Linked DNA regions of Macaca mulatta: region 1 is linked to region 2. Evidence: chromatin contacts called from public Hi-C data. All regions are on one chromosome and are shown on one strand. The core of a region is the stretch at or near the end of the contact, and the rest is flanking DNA. Distances in the headings are between cores, read along the strand shown. Region 1 holds the start of SAE1 (SUMO1 activating enzyme subunit 1). Region 2 holds the start of NPAS1 (neuronal PAS domain protein 1).

Region 1 (3,687 bases), core at 924-3,423, 120 kb before region 2:
CTAAGTAAAAATATTGATCGGTGAGGCCAGGCATGGTGGCTCAGGCCTGTAGTCCCAGCATTTTAGGAGTCTGAGCTGGGGGGAGATCTCTTGAGGCCAAGGATCGCTTGAGCTTGGAAGTTCAAGACCAGTCTGGGCAACGTGGCAAAACCCCATCTTACAAAAATATATATATAAATATTAGTCGGGGCCGGGCGCGGTGGCTCAAGCCTGTAATCCCAGTACTTTGGGAGGCCGAGATGGGCGGATCACGAGGTCAGGAGATCGAGACCATCCTGGCTAACACGGTGAAACCCCGTCTCTACTAAAAAATACAAAAAAAAACTAGCCAGGCGAGGTGGCGGGTGCCTGTAGTCCCAGCTACTCGGGAGGCTGAGGCAGGAGAATGGCGTGAACCCGGGAGGCGGAGCTTGCAGTGAGCTGAGATCCGGCCACTGCACTCCAGCCGGGGCGACAGAGCGAGACTCCGTCTCAAAAAAAAAAAATAAAAAATAAATAAATAAATAAATAAATAAATATTAGTCGGATGATGTGGTGGGGTGCGCCTGTAGTTCCAGCTACTTGGGAGGCTTAAGAGGGAATATCACTTGAGACTTGGAGGTCGAGGCTACAGTGAACTGTGATCCCATCACTGCACTCCAGCCTGGGCGACAAAGAGGAGAAAAAAAAAAAAAAAAGAAAAAAAAGCCGGGCACAGTGGCTCAAGTCTGTAATCCCATCACTTTGGGAGGCAGTGGCGGGCAGATCACTTGAGGTCCGGAGTTCCAGACCAGCCTGGCCAACATGGTGAAAACCTGTCTCTACTAAAAATACAAAAATTAGCCGGGTGTGGTGGCGTGAGCCTGTAATCCCAGCATTCGGGAGGCCGAGGCGGGTGGATCAGTTGAGGTCAGCAGTTCGAGACCAGTCCGGTCAACATGGCGAAACCCCATGTCTACTAAAAATACAAAAATTAGCCGGGCGTGGTGGCGGGCCCCTATAATCCCAGCTACTCGGGAGGCTGAGGCAGGAGAATCGCTTGAATCCGGGAGGCGGAGCTTGCAGTGAGCTGAGATCGCGCCACTGCACTCCAGCCTGGGCGACAAGGGAGAGACTCCGTCGAAAAAGAAAAGAAAAGAAAAGAAAACCCCATCCCTAAGCTACTCCACAATGCCCAAACTATGTCTCCTGTCTTACCAAGGCACAGCCCCGTACCAGACACAAGCAACCTTTTCGGGAGCCTACTGCCGTCCCCCTCCAGACTCTCCGAGCCTCTCAAGAGTTCCATTTGACATAACTTGCTCCAAAACTCCTCAAAACCCGCATTCTTTCAGCCTGGCCCGCCCCTGAGCACCCACAAGAATGTAAGCTCCCGTCGGCCCGGTTGGCCAGTCCAGTCTCCCCCGTATCCAGCACGGAACCGGGTCCCACACCATCGAATGAATGAACTATGTCCTTCACCTCACCCCTTCCACGTACCCCAGCCCCTCTTATCCCCTAACCGCGACCTAAATCCCACAATCACCGCTTTCGGGCCTCGGATTTCCTGAGTTTGAATTCTCCCGCTCCCTCAGGACTCCCCAATCAGAGCCCCCTTCAGAGCTCCCATCCTTCGGAACGGCTCTCCCAACCACTTCCCAGACCTTCCAGAAACATCCCCAATCAACTCCTCTAGTTCCCTCAGGAGCGAGACGATCCCGGGGCACATAATTCCCGCCTCCTCCCTTCAAATCACACCTTCCCGCTCCTTCCGGGCCGCAAACGCCTCAGACTAGACGCCCCCTCCAGACCCTCGGCGCCTCAAGCCGCGCCGGCGCTGACCGTTTCTGGGCCTCCAGTCCCCACAGGCGGATCTGCCGGTCATACTGCGCCGCCTCCTCCTCGCTGATGCCGCCGCCAGCCTCCTCCTTCTCCACCATGGCGCCGGCTCTTCCTGCCTCAGCTCACGTCCCGCTCACGCCAACCGCCCGCCAGCCCCGCGCGCCACCAACCTCCGCCGGCAGCACACCCGGGGTGCTTCTGCGCGTGCGCAGACCCCCTCCCACGCCTGCGCAGTACCTCGTCCAAGGAGCCTGGGACCAAAAGTACCTCACGAGACTCAAAGGCGATCCGGCAACTGCATGTCACGTGACGGAGGGTCCAACCAATCCTAGCCCCAAAAATGGCGCCGGTTAAGGCCCCGAGGGCGTTGCCCACGTGGTCACTTATGAGGCGCTTAAATTCTGCAAATATTTAAGGCGTGCATACTGAGATCCCAGCAATAGGGATGTTGTAAAATAGGGTATTGAGTAAAATCGACAAAGCCCTGTCCTCATGGAGTTTACGATCCAGTGAGAAAAACCCAAAGAGAAATAAATATAAACCCAGCGATGACAAATGCTTTGGAGAAAAATAAAGCAGGACATGGGGCTACAGAGTAACAGGGGTGGTCAGGGAAGGCTTATCAGAGGTGACATTGAACTGTCAATTTTCTTTTTTTTTTTCATACAGATGAGGTCCCGATGTGTTGCCAAGGCTGGTCTCGAAATCCTGGTCTCAAGCTATCCTCCCGCCTCTGCCTCCCAAAGTGCTGGGATTACAGGCATCAGCCACTGTTCCCAGGCTTTCATGTCCCTACTATGCGTTGCACTTTGTGCCCAGCCCTGGACATACAATAATAATAAAAAATGGACACATCTCTGCTTTGGAGGCAGTCACGGCCCAGTGGGAGAGAGAAGCATTAAGAAAACAGGAATAGGCCAGGCGCGGTGACTCACGCCTGTAATCTCAGCACTTCGGAGGGCCGAGGCAGGCAGATTAGTTGAGATCAGGAGTTCGAGAGCAGCCTAGCTAACATGGCGAAATCCCGTCTGTACTAAAAATAAAAAAAAAAAAAAAACAGCAGAGCATGGTGGCTCACACCTGTAGTCCCAGCTACTTGGGAGGCTGAGGCAGGAGAATCGCTTGAACCCAGGAGTTGGAGCTTGTAGTGAGCCAAGATCATGTCAGCACTCCAGCCTGAGATAGAGCGAGACTCGGTCTCAAAAAAATAAATAAATAAAACAAAAATAACAGAAAAGAAAACACGGATGGCCCCAGGTGGGCAATATAGTGAAACGCCATCTCTATTCAAAATGCAAAAATTAGCTTGGTGTGGTGGCACTGAGCCTATAGTCCCAGCCACGTGGGAGGCTGAGGTGGGAGGATTTCTGATGTTAGAATCATAGGCTTTTTAGCAGGGCACAGTGGCTCATGCCTGTAATCCCAGCACTTTCGGAGGCTGAGGAGGGCAGATCACGAGGTCAGGAGTTTGAGACCAGCCTGGCCAAGATGGTGAAACCCCCTCACTACTAACAATACAAAAATTAGCCGGGTGTGGTGGCATGCCCATAGTCTCAGCCAATTGCCAGGCCGAGGCCGGAGAATTGTTTGAACTGGGAGGCAGAGGTTGCAGTGAACCAAGATCCTGCTACTGCACTTCAGTGTGGGCGACAGAGACTCTCAGCTCAAAAAAAAAAAAAAAAGCCACCACGCCCATCTATTTTTTTTTTTTTTTGAGACAAGAGTCTCTGTCGCCCACACTGAAGTGCAGTGGCGCAATCTCCACTCACTACAAGCTCCACCTCCCAGGTTCACGCCATTCTCCTGCCTCAGCCTCCTGTGTAGCTGGGACTACAGGCGCCTGCCACCATGCCGGGCTAATTTTTTAGTGAAGACCAGGTTTCACCG
Region 2 (3,246 bases), core at 58-2,557:
CACTTGAACCTGGGAGATAGAGGTTGCAGTGAGCAGAGATCGCACCACTGCACTCCAGTCTGGGTGGCAGAGCAAGACTCTGTCTCAAAAAAAAAAAAAAAAAGAAAATTGATGGTGAAAACATTAAAACAAGACCTGCTACCTCGTAAGGGTCCAGTGAGTTTTAGCCTTTATTAATTTAATATTATTGGAATCCTTTTTTTTTTTTTTTAAGCAGGGTCTCACTCTTTCACCCAGGCTGGAGTGCAGTGATGTGATCATGGCTCACTGCAGCCTCTACCTCCTGGACTCGGGTGATCCTCCCATGTCAGCCTCCTAAGTAGCTGGGACCACAGGTGTGTGCTACTACGCCTGACTAACTTTTTGTATATTTTGTAGAGATGGGGTCTTGCTCTGTCTCCCAGACTGGAGTGCATAGCACAGTCGTTGCTCACTGCAGCCTTGAACTCCTGGCCTCAAGCAATCCTCCCACCTCAGCCTCCCAAAGCACTAGGATTACAGGTGTGAGCCTCCGTGCCCGGCCAATATTATTTGTTTTGCTAACATTTATGTTAACTGCATGCTCTTCAGGCCCACCTGGGAGGCAGGTTAGCCGTGAGCTTGCATGTCCTGAATCCCTACTTTCTTCCCTCCTCTCAGCTCCTGCAAATCGGACCCAGTCTGGTCTCCCCAGTGCCCTCAGGATACACTTTGAGCTTCTCACCTGGCCCTGCAAGGCCCTGAGTGGCCTGTGACTGAATGGTGGAATAAATGGGTGGACGGATGCAATGACAGAAACAGCAGCTCATTCACCTGCTTTTTGGCCAGCTCCTGGGACACTTCGCTTCCAGCCTTTTTTCTCAAAACCCGTCTCCTCCTCAGCAGTGCCTGCTGCTTCTCCTTCTAATCTGGCCTTCTTCCTAAAAAGTCGCCATCCGGGCTTTAATTCTCTTCCCGGGATGGCCATGGCTCGGCAGGGCGGCGCTCTGCTGACCCCTGGTGGCCGCATGGAGTAACACAGCGCATTCTCCACTAGGGCAGTTGGCCTGGAGCCCGGGAGCGAGTGCTGGGTGCTGGCTGTGGCTTGAGGAGCACAGCTCCTGCCCTCGTAGGTTTCACAGGAGAGTGGGGAAGACAGCGGATAATCAGATACTCACACTGTCGTATGCGGCAACCCTGGCATCATCTGCACCTTCTCTCTCCCCCAGTCTCATGCCATCTTCAACAAATTCTGTCGCCTTGACCTTCAAGATACCTGCAATTCCCCGTTCTTTCCACTACCACCGTCCTTCTCTGGTCTAATCCGCCATCGTTTCACTCCTGGACTATCGCAGTCACCTCCTTGCTGAACTCCCAGAATCCAGAGCCAGTCTTAACTGATTTCTCCTTTAGCCTCAGGCTCCACTCACTTGACACTGTTACTGAATCGTCTTTATTTAAAATGTTGATAGTTTGTTCATCATTGATTTTTTTTTTGAACTAATTTTGATTTTTTAAACAAGACTCTTTTTTTATTTTTATTTTTTGAGACGGAGTTTTGCTCTTATTGCCCAGGCTGGAGTGCAATGGCGCGATCTCCGCTCACCGCAATCTCCGCCTCCCGGGTTCAAGCAATTCTCCTGCCTCAGTCTCCTGAGCAGCTGGGATTACAGGCATGCCCCAATACACCTGGCATTTTGTATTTTTAGTAGAGACGGGGGTTTCTCCATGTTGGTCAGGCTGGTCTCAAACTCCTGACCTCAGGTGATCCACTTGCCTCAGCCTCCCAAAGTGCTAGGATTATAGGCATAAGCCATCATGCCTGGCCCAAAAGATTTTTATTTATTGATTTTGAGATGGGGTCTCACTCTGTCACCCATGCTGGAGTGCAGCGGCACAATCTTGGCTCAATGCGGCCTCAGCCTGCTGCGATCCTCCCACATCGACCTCCTGAGTAGCCGGGACTACAGGAACGCGCCGCCATGTCCAGCTAATTATTTTTTCGAGAAGGAGTTTCCCTCTTGTTGCTCAGGCTGGAGTGCAATGGCACAATCTTGGCTCACTGCAACCTCTGCTTCCTGGGTTCAAGCGATTCTTCTGCCTCAGCCTCCCAAGTAGCTGGGATTACAGGCATGTACCACCATGCCCGGCTAATTTTGTGTTTTTAGTAGAGACGGGGTTTCACCATGTTGGTCAGGCTGGTCTTGAACTTCTGACCTGAGGTGATCCACCCGCCTTGGCCTCCCAAAGTGCTGGGATTATAGGTGTAGGCCGCCGCGCCTGGCCTTTTTTCTTTTTTTTTTTTTTTTTTGAGATGGAGTCTTGCTCTGTCGCCCAGGGTGGAGTGCAGTGGCGCGATCTTGGCTCACTGCAGCCTCCACCTCTCAGGTTCAAGTGATTCTTCTGCCTCAGCCTCCTGAGTAGCTGGAACTACAGGCATGTGCCACCACACCTGGCTAATCTTTGTATTTTAAGTTGAGACAGGGTTTTGCCATGTTGGCCAGGCTGCTCTTGAACTCCTGAACTCAGGTGATCCACCCGCCTCGGCCTCCCAAAAATGCTGGGATTATAGGTGTAAGCCACTGCGCCTGGCCTGTTCAGCTAATTTTTAAAGAACTTTTTGTAGAGTCGGGGTCTCACTCTATTGCCCAGGCTGGTCTCAGACTGCTGGGCTCAAGTGATCCTCCCATCTTGACCTCCAAAGTGCTGGGATTACAGGCCTGAGCCACTGCACTTAACCAAGACAATTTTTCTTCTTCTTTTTTTTTTTTTTATTTGAGACAGAGTCTTGCTCTGTCATCAGTCTGGAGTGCAATGGTGTGATCTTGGCTCACTGCAACCTCCGCCTCCTGGGTTCAAGTAATTCTCCTGCCTTAGTTTCCCGAGTAGCTGGGACTACAGGTCCCCGCCACCACGCCCAGCTAATTTTTGTATTTTTAGTAGAGACAGGGTTTCACCATGTTGGCCAAGATGGTCCCGATGTCTTGACCTCGTGATCTGCCCGCCTCGGCCTCTCAAAGTGCTGGGATTACAGATGTGAGCCACCATGCGTGGCTGATATATATATATATATATATATATATATATATATATATATATATATATATATATATTTAAGAGCAGTTTTAGGCTCACAGCAACTTTTGCTTTTTGAAAACATTGGCTAAAATATTTTTATGTTGATGACTGAAGTCTTTTTTGTGTCCCATTAACTTGTGCACCCGAGGCAAGTGCTCCCAACAACTGAATCCTTGTTAACTCCTGGGTCCTGCCTGAATAATGGCCACA

The links. Hi-C and Micro-C count contacts between places; a contact is called where the count stands out from the background.
Region 1: a contact with region 2 is called in a Hi-C map of fetal cortex germinal zone, with 3 times the contacts expected there. The contact joins the promoter of SAE1 here to the promoter of NPAS1 in region 2. A contact is called at or near these places in 2 of 14 Hi-C or Micro-C datasets (fetal cortex germinal zone and fetal cortical plate).

The regions. Positions count from the first base shown.
Region 1 is chr19:59,609,775-59,613,461 of T2T-MMU8v2.0, reverse strand. It overlaps SAE1 (SUMO1 activating enzyme subunit 1), which reads right to left and starts at 2,173. Exons shown (of 10, transcript XM_077980743.1): 1 at 2,038-2,173.
Region 2 is chr19:59,487,559-59,490,804 of T2T-MMU8v2.0, reverse strand. It overlaps NPAS1 (neuronal PAS domain protein 1), which reads right to left and starts at 1,307. Exons shown (of 13, transcript XM_077980601.1): 1 at 1,137-1,307.